Regions from separate parts of the Mus musculus genome. Here region 2 is linked to region 1. The links are chromatin contacts, called in public HiChIP or PLAC-seq maps. All regions are on one chromosome and are shown on one strand. Each heading gives the region's core, a stretch centred on a gene start, on an enhancer-like site or on the middle of the called end of the contact. The rest is flanking DNA. Distances are from core to core; before and after follow the strand shown. Region 1 has its middle 27 kb from the start of Stoml1. Region 2 holds the start of Tbc1d21 (TBC1 domain family, member 21).

Evidence for each region. HiChIP or PLAC-seq counts read pairs in DNA pulled down with a chosen protein or histone mark.
Region 2: a contact with region 1 is called in an H3K27ac HiChIP or PLAC-seq map of embryonic stem cells, with 7 read pairs. The contact joins the promoter of Tbc1d21 here to the enhancer-like site in region 1. A contact is called at or near these places in 3 of 39 promoter capture datasets (the 3T3-L1 cell line and 3T3-L1-derived adipocytes), 20 of 484 Hi-C or Micro-C datasets (the HL-1 cell line, the HPC-7 cell line, brown adipocytes and 11 more), 2 of 115 datasets of contacts at active chromatin or transcription factors (embryonic stem cells and fibro-adipogenic progenitors) and 1 of 9 other capture datasets (adipose tissue).

What each region holds. Positions count from the first base shown.
Region 1 is chr9:58,277,895-58,282,609 of GRCm38.p6, reverse strand. No RefSeq gene overlaps it. Among named protein-coding and RNA genes, the nearest start is that of Stoml1, 27 kb to the right of the region's middle. Within about 2 kb of position 1,924, at least 56 of the 459 cell types and tissues checked have an H3K27ac peak or open chromatin away from gene starts, as enhancers often do. A contact at or near this core is called in embryonic stem cells, pancreatic cancer cells and trophoblast stem cells, where this site is marked.
Region 2 is chr9:58,368,420-58,372,806 of GRCm38.p6, reverse strand. Tbc1d21 (TBC1 domain family, member 21) reads left to right here and starts at 2,352. Exons shown (of 11, transcript NM_028854.4): 1 at 2,352-2,541. The coding sequence starts at 2,482. 1700072B07Rik (RIKEN cDNA 1700072B07 gene) reads right to left here and starts at 2,303. Exons shown (of 3, transcript NR_040727.1): 1 at 2,167-2,303.

The DNA of each region.
Region 1 (4,715 bases), core at 675-3,174:
TCTGAGCAAGTGCTCTTGGGTGGTACAAGAAAGCAGGTTGAAGGCTGAAGAGATGGTTAAGAGCATTGAGTTCAAATCCCAGCAACTACATGGTGGCTCACAACCATCCCTAATGAGATCTGATGCCCTCTTCTGGTGTGTCTGAAGACAGCTACAGTGTACTTACATATAATAATAAATAAATCTTTCTCTGGAGCGAGCAGGGCCAGAGTGGGCAGAGGTCCTGAGTTCAATTCCCAGCAACCACAGGATGGTTCACAACCATCTGCACAGCTACAGTGTACTCATATACATAAAATAAATGTAAGCATTGTTCTTCCATGGTCTGTGCTTAAGTTCCTGCCTTCAGGTTCCTGCTTGAGTTCCTGTCCTGACTTCCCCCAGTGACGTTGGATGACCTAAGAGGTGTGAGCAGAAAGAAACCCTTTCCTCCCTAAGTTGCTTTTGGTCATGGCGTTTGATCACAGCAATAGAAAAGTAATCAAAGCAGCCCCAAAACTCTAGATTTATTTATGTATTATATGTAAGTACACTGTAGCTGTCTTCAGACACTCCAGAAGAGGGAGTCAGATCTCATTACGGATGGTTGTGAGCCACCATGTGGTTGCTGAGACTTGAACTCAGGACCTTTGGAAGAGCAATCGGGTGCTCTTACCTGCTGAGCCATCTCACCAGCACGCCCCAAAACTTTAGGACAATGCCTGTGGTACACTAACAACCACTTTCTAGCCTCAAGGAGCTCCAATCTCTGGCAGCAAGAGGTCTTAGCCTGAGCCTGGGTCCCAGCAGCTTGTCAGGGAACAGACTGTCAATGCACATGGAGGCCACCAGGGGGAGCAAGACTTTGTTTCCTCAGGGCTATTTCAGAGGTAAAAGTAGGGCTTTTTGGGTTTTTTTTTGGGGGGGGGGGGTCCTCGTTTTTTGTTTGTTTGGTTTGGGGGGGATATATGAACATCATTTCTGAAATCACACCCACTGTCTCTTTTGCTTGTTCAGTATATATAACTAAGAAATATTCATGGATAATTTGCATACAGTTACAGTCAACTCCTTTATGTGTAGAGTTTGACAAGCTTTAAAACTATAAATAAGCCGGGCATGGTGGCGCATGCCTTTAATTCCAGCACTTGGGAGGCAGAGGCAGGCGGATTTCTGAGTTTGAGGCCAGCCTGGTCTACAAAGTGAGTTCCAGGACAGCCAGGGCTACAGAGAAACCCTGGCTCGAAAAACCAAACCAGGGCTGGTGAGATGGCTTAGTGGGTAAGAGCACCCGACTGCTCTTCCGAAGGTCTGAAGTTCAAATCCCAGCAACCACATGGTGGCTCACAACCATCTGTAACAAGATCTGACTCCCTCTTCTGGAGTGTCTGAAGACAGCTACAGTGTACTTACATATAATAAATAAATAAATCTTTAAAAAAAAAAAAGAAAAGAAAAACCAAACCAAACAAACAAAAACTATAAATAAATATAAATATACCCAAACAAACAAACAAAAACTATAAATAATTATAAATATACCCCCACAATAAAAATGTGGAAAAAGTCCATTACTCTCAAAATCCCCTTTTGGGGATCAACAATTAAAAGCACTTACTCTTCCAGAGAACCCAGGTTCAGTTCCCAGCACCTACAAGATGGAGCACACTAGTTGTAACTCCAGTCCCAGGGGACAAAGGCGTCCTCCACGGACACTGTATGAACATGGCACATCACTCATACACATAAAATGCAAGTGAAAACCCCACTCCTCTCTTGCTCCTGTTGTGGGAATCTTTCTAGAATAAGCACTCTGACACCAGTGGGAGTGGAAGAGAGATATCTGGACCAAAGCCAGGACAGCTCCCAGCAGGCCTTGGTATTGACCCAGTCTGTGTCCCCGTTTTATATCTAAAACCACAAGGGGGAGCTAGTGAGCTTTTACTGGCACTTGCAAGACAGCAAGAAGCCTGAGCGGAAGTCAGGTTGTTAAGGGCAACGACTCATTGTTTTAAGTGTTTCTCAGGTGGCTCTGTTCCAGGTAGGCAAGTGAAGCCATGTTTGGCTTTAGGCATTCTAACAGCGCTTTAGGAGAATCACTAAATAAATCAATAAATCAGTAACTGTTGTTATCTCCTCCTGTGGTATTTCCTTGTCCTCAGCCTCACAGTCACAGAGCCCTGGAGTCCCTGAGTTGTTCTCTGTCCCGGTAGCTTTGCATTTCATGGGATCACCTGTAAATAGCGACATATAGTAGGCAGCCTTTTGTTTCTGATTTCGTTTACAGAATATGCCTTTTAGTTTAATTTTAATTTTTATATTATAAATTGAAATAATCTTGCTGTATGGAGTACAGAGTGAGGTACTTTGTGATTTATGAAATGACAAAACAATTAAATCAAGCTCGTTAACACAGCCATCAAGTCAAGCACTTATCTTGGGATGAAACAATTCAAATGCACTTTCTTGGTGACTTTTGTTTGCTTTTTTGGTCAAGGCTTCTAGCAGAGGCTAGCCTTGAACTTGCTCTACCATAGCAGAGGTTACAATGAACTTTGGTTCTTGAGCCTCCACCTCCCAAGTGGGGCAAGTACAGTCACGTGCAGCCACACCCTGCTTCTGCAGGGCAGGGGACTGAACCTAGGGCCTCATGCACGCTACGTCAGCACTCTGTCCACTGAGCTACAGTTCTGGATTGTGGAATGTGCATTTGACAAGGACCAGCTTCGGCTTGGAGAGGGGTTCTGAGAAGGGGAGTCTGGGAGCCTCGAAAAGAACCACTTGAAGTCAAACTGTAGATTCAAGCTAAGACCTGTGCTCTGCTAGATACAGCTTTTCCAGTCTGCTTCTATGCTCTGCTTTCTCTCTGGAGATCTCTCTGGTCTATATTCTGCTTGCTTGCTATTCTAAGAGATCTCTCTGTCCAAGTCCTGCTTACTTGTGTGCTTCAGCACGAAAGCAAATGCGTGAATGTCAGTTGTCTAAGCAGTTCTCTTGTTTTCCTAAGTTTTCTGGATAGCCCATCTCCTGCAGAGCACAGGTCCAGTCTTTTATTTTACATTTCAATCCAGCATCCTGTTACCCCAGCCATTTATTTGTAGGACAGTAAACTTACCTTTGTTTCTTGACAATGCAAACAATTCAGAGATCAGTCTGCTTTTGTTAAGCACAGGTGGTAAACTAGTTAGGTGGGACTCTGCCCTGAAATTACCATTTTCCCTGCACCCAGGCCTGCACTTTCTAAGTCCCAGGCTGACCTTGAACCCAGGAATCTGCCTGCATTTCCATCTGCCTGTCTTTGTATCTTCCTGACCAGCTGGCTCATCGTAGCTACCTCTGTTCCTTTAGATTCATGAAGCCCCTCATAATTCATATTGCATCTTTATATTTTTGCATAGTTGAGAAATTATACATTTTCAAAATGTATTTAAAGCTCTTTCCCATAGCCTTAAGGGCTGTTTGAAGGTCCCAGTGTTTACCATTTTGCTGAGTCATAGCCAAACTTTTTTTTTTTTTGATTAGGTATTTTCTTCATTTACATTTCAAATGCTATCCCAAAAGTTCCCCCATGCCCTTCCCCCCGCCCCCATATAGCCACACTCTTGACTTCCAGACAAGTGCTTTACACCCACAGCAGCCATTGACACTTGGTGGAGGCTCACACCAGGGCCCTGTCCCAGGGCTAGGAACCATGTCACTTTGTCCCCACCAGGCTTAGCACCCATTCAATTTTCTATATTTGTTGTATTATGTAATTATCACAAAGCAAAACCATATTCCTTCTGGGTGTAATGCTTATGAGACTCACTCACGTCCATTGTGTGATCAGTATTTTGTTACATGGTTTTCTTGCCATACTGGGATGGACCACACGACTTTCCCCATGCTGAGCTGTTGTCTCAGCCCCAGGACTTTCTTGCCCTTGTTTCCTCATATTCCATATTCATAGATGTACCACAATTTTCATAAACTAACCACAACTGTTCATCCATTTACCAGTAGATTCATGTTTGCTTGTTTTTGTTTTTTTTCTCCCTAGATTTGGGCCATTGTGGGGAAAAGTGCTCTCAGTATTCTCACATGAGCTTCTGTGCTGTACATACCTGTTTCTACTTTTTCTTGTTAAGTTAGGAATGAGGTCACTGAGGCACACGATGAGGGTAGATTTCACTGTCTTAGAACTACTGAACTTGGCCAGGCAGTGGTGGCGCACGCCTTTAATCCCAGCACTTGGGAGGCAGAGGCAGGTGGATTTCTGAGTTCGAGGCCAGTCTGGTCTACAGAGTAGGTTCCAGGACAGCCAAGGCTACACAGAGAAACCCTGTCTCAAAGAAAAAAAAAAAAAAAAAGAACTACTGAACTTTCCCCAGAGACTATTGTCCCACCACTTTCCAGCACACAGGTTCATCTTTGTAAAGCTGTTCAGGTAGCTAGGGAGCAGTATCTCACTGTTTACTCCCCTACTGACTAAAATTATTAGGTTTCTGTTTATGTTCTTTTTTGTTTTGTTTTGTTTTGTTTTGTTTTGTTTTGTTTTTTGAGACAGGGTTTCTCTGTGTAGCCCTGGCTGTCCTGGAACTCACTCTACAGACCAGTCTGGCCTCGAACTCAGAAATCCGCCTGCCTCTGCCTCCCAAGTGCTGGGATTAAAGGTGTGTGCCACCACGCCTGGCCTATTTATGTTCTTATGGGACATCCACACTCTTCTCCAATGAAGTCTCTGTTCAAAAGTTCCT
Region 2 (4,387 bases), core at 1,103-3,602, 90 kb before region 1:
CACTTTCCACATTGCTGCTCATTACCCAAGGCAGTCAGGACTGGAAATCAAGCAGGAGCTGATGCAGAGGTCATGGAGGGATGCTGCTTACTGGCTTGCTTCCGCGGTCTTGCTCAGCTTGCTTTCATATAGAACCCAGGACCACCCACAATGGGCCCTCTCCCCTGGATCACCAACTGAGAAAATGCCTCACAGCTGGATCTCATGGAGGCATTTCCTCCTTTCTCTGTGATAACTCCAGCCTGTGTCAAGTTAACACACAAAACCAGCCAGTACAGTACACAATTGTGCACACACACACACACACACACACACACACACACGCATGAACATACACTCATACACACAAATAAATCCATTTCTTAAAGAGTATCTGAAAATATGTGGGTCAGATTCAGGCCCTTCGTGCTCTGTGGAGTTCCTTGAATTGCTTGAATATTAAGCCTCTGTATCGTTTCTATGAGGCTGCAGTAATACGAGTAGCCGGGGCTGGCTAATTTGGAGCAGAGTTATGACCCAGCATTTGTACCCAGGGAGCTGAAGGTTAAAGGAAGTTCAGCAGATGATCTACGTGCACCACACTCGGTTTAGAAACCAAGTTGCATTCAGCAATCAGATTGTTCCTACTCCTCTCTGGCCAATCCTCCTCACTTCGAGAAGCTTGCAGTTAATTCTCCACAAGGTGCATTACTAATGTGGAGGAACAGAGGCATCCGTCATCAGCCCCTGTCATCCACGGTGAGGAACACCCACGTGGTGTCTCCTGCTTCCCACGTTTGACTTGGAAACCTCACAGACCTCCAAATGAAGCTGCTCTGAGGTGTGTGGAGTGGATTCCTATTCCACTCAGTGCCTATGGGTGCTGCCCACCCCTCCAGCTCTGCCGAGACTGGGACAGCAGGCCAAGGCGCAAAGGCTCTCAGTATCTTCCCGTATTTGGATGGGGAAACAGAGGGAGGCAAAAGACAGGTGCTACCGGGCTGTCAGAGATTTCTGCAGTGCCTCCAGCCAGCAGAACACTATCAGACAATGAAACCGTGAACTGTGTCTACGCAAGACTTCCATATGGACAGCTCAGTTAATAAAGTTACGAAGGCAGAGATTGGCTGTGTTCTGATTTCATGGCTGGGGAGTCCGGGGGATTGGTAGATTTCAGATTTGAGGTCAGACTCCAAGTTCCACCTTGGAGCTCCTGACTGCAGTTTGGTTTGTGTAATGACTAAAGATGCTTTCCAGCCAGGACAGACCTGAGTGGAAAGGCACGTAAGGCTGGAGGTAGAGACCGTGACTCTGGAGCCAAGAGTCGCCGCTTTCTCAGGTCTGTTTAACAGCAACACCTACCAGACATCAGGAAGCTGGGGGCGGGGCACTAGAAGACTGAGCACAAAATAATCTGACATTGACCCTGGTGTAATGGAAATCAGGGTAGGAGGGAGAGAGACAGGTACAAGGTACAGAAAGGGGTGGGAGAGGATGGCAGTTACTCTACTTGTCTGTTTTCTTCAAGACAGGGTCTCACTATTTAGCCTTGACTGTTCTAGAACTCACTCTGTAAACCAGGCTGGCCTTGAACTCACAGAGATCTGCTGTCTCTGCCCCCTGAGTCCTGGCATTAAAGGCGTGCACCCCTACACCCTGCAGCTTCAGTTATTTCATTAAGTTATTCATCCAGTTGGTGCTCAAATCTACTGTCTTAGTTTGCCCAAGACCTTGCTCTGGGTATATAGGTAACTAAAGCAGAGGGTTGGGGAGTTGGCTCAGTGGACAAAGTGTTTGCCATGCAAACATGACTACCTGAGTGTGGATCTCCAGTCACCCTGTAAAAAGCCATGCATACAGATGTACACATCTGTAGCCTCAGTGCTGGGGACAGAAACAGGTGGATCCTTGACCAACCAGTCTAGCCAGGTTGAGTGAGAAACCCTGTTTCAAAAATAAGGTAGAGAATCTCACACACACACACACACACACCAGGAACCACTATTCAAATGCTAAATTGTGGCCTCCTATGTAGTCTTACATAAACCTACTCTTGGTCTCCAGATCAGATATACTGATTTGGTGTTTTGGAAAATCATCCCTAAACCTGAGGCTCTAACTGTAGTATTATGAGCTCTGGTACTGGTCTGGTAAAACAACAGCCAGAAATAGGAAGTTGTAGCTCACCTCCTCCAGGAAGTCCGCCCCAGCTAGCCAGCCCACTGGATCCATTAACTCAACCTCTGACACATAGCCTGTGTACACTGTAATCTGGAGAGGGGGGTGGTCTGTAGATTTACTTCCTTGGCTTCTGTGTGTGTTCCAAGGTCATTGTGATGGCAGTTCCAGGGCCTTGTGACACACATCTAGCTGGATTTGTTCAAATGTAGGGAATCAAGAGAGGTCCAGTTCATCTCTTAAAAGGAAGTCCCCTTTCCCTGGTTCCCTGATCACTAGGGAAGAGCTGGACACAGGCCACTCCCAAGGCAACAAGAGGGGAACATGACTACCCTTTCTCCAGAAAACAGCCTCTCTGCCAGGCGATCAGCCACCTTCATTCTGGTATGTTCTTTGATTTGATTTGAGAGAAGGTGTCTCTGTGCTGCCCAGGCTGGCCTTGAACTTGTGATCCTTTTGCCTCAGCTTTCTGAGTGCTGAGATTATAAGCTTATGCCACCACACCTGACATGTTCTTCATCAGTCCCAAGTGCCTGCCTCCCATAGTCCGGTTTATAGCGGGACTCTTTGTCCCTGCTGAATGGGAAGGCTGGCCATGGAACGGAGAGCAAGGGCCGCTTACCTTCAACAGCAGCCACAGGTTAGACATCTACATCCCTTTTTACCTTATTGGCGGGGGGGGCAGGACTTAGAACTCAGTATGGCTTCCTCCCCAACTGTGTCATTCTAAATTTTTTGAGTTTTAGAGTTGCAGCCTCTCACTGTTTTTCTTTGGTGCTTTTGCCAACAATTCTGGTATGTTGCCACCAGGTGGCAGTAGTGCTTCTGTTACTAGGTCCCAAGCCCAGTTAATAAACTATTCCGGTCCACCTGAGTCATGAAAATTTTCCACGCACTATTTTTCAAAATCATAACTAATTACAATGACCTTAACAAATCTCAAGACCCATTTGTCATGTGATTAATAGGGCGATATATAGAAATGCAAAACGAGCACTTGGGGTTTAAACGTTACACGTTTATTGCAGATGATCACCAAGCTTTGGATTTTTTTTCTATATTTCTCCCATTCTCCAAATTTAGAGAAGGCTAATACTAATAATAATGAATAAGCTGCCACACAGCAGTCGATGTGTACAGATGGTATTGTAAATGCTTTGTTTATAGTCACTCCTTCTCATCCCAGCCCTTTGAGATGGGATGTGATCAGGCTATTATCATTTGATGAGTGAGAAATAGATCTTGGAGACTTCAAATCCAGTCAGCTGCTCTCCAGACTCAGGCAAGCAGGCTGACCAGTCCTCCTCATCGATTCGTGAAGGCCCAAACGTGGAGCTGATTGCCAGCATCAAGGAGACCTTACTTCTCAAAGTTACCTGTAACTCCTAGTGCCCCGTTTCTCAGGGTTGATCCAGCAGATAAAGCGTGTGTGAGTTATTAAAGAGGGATGTTCGGTCTAGGGAGATGGCTCAGCACTGAAGTTCTTTTCTTGTAAACATGACGACAGAGTTTGAATCCCAGAACCCATGTGAAATGTTGGGTGGGTATGGTCATTCCCCTATAATCCCAGTCCCAGAAGGCAGAGATAAGAGGATGCCAGGGGCAAACTGACTAGGGGAATTTAGCCATATCAGTGAGCTCTAAGTTTGGTTGAGAGACCTTGCCTCATTGAGTAAGGTCAAGCAGGCAATCAAAGGTGATTCCCAGCATCAATCTCAGGCCTTCATGTGTACTCATAATATGTGCACACACGCATATCACACACACACACACACACACACACACACCACTGACAAACAAAGGGAGCTCGTAGCCCACCTGACCTGCAGATAGGGAAACTGACCTGCCTGTAGTCAATGGCTCACTGTGGCTTTTAAAGTCAAATGTTTCCCTACTTCCTGACCCCTGGCTCCTCACTCCAGCCTCAGCCATCCAGGAAACTGTTAGGAACTCGTCTCTGTAGGCTGTTTCCCCAAACTTTCAGAACCAGAAGACCCTCCAGTGATTTCAATACATTTTTCATTTAGAGTCCCGTGTCTACACATTCAGGTATTAAGAGAGAGATGGGGGCAGCTCTGGCCAGCGCGGGTGGATTCTGTCCAGCAGCTCAGGTCTCTCTGCAGTGTGGTACTTCAAGAGCCTCCTCTCTTCAGCCTGGGGAGAGGGACATTTTTGCACCCTTAGTTGCTATTTTGTAAATGCTTTTCAGACACTATCCCTTACCACTCAT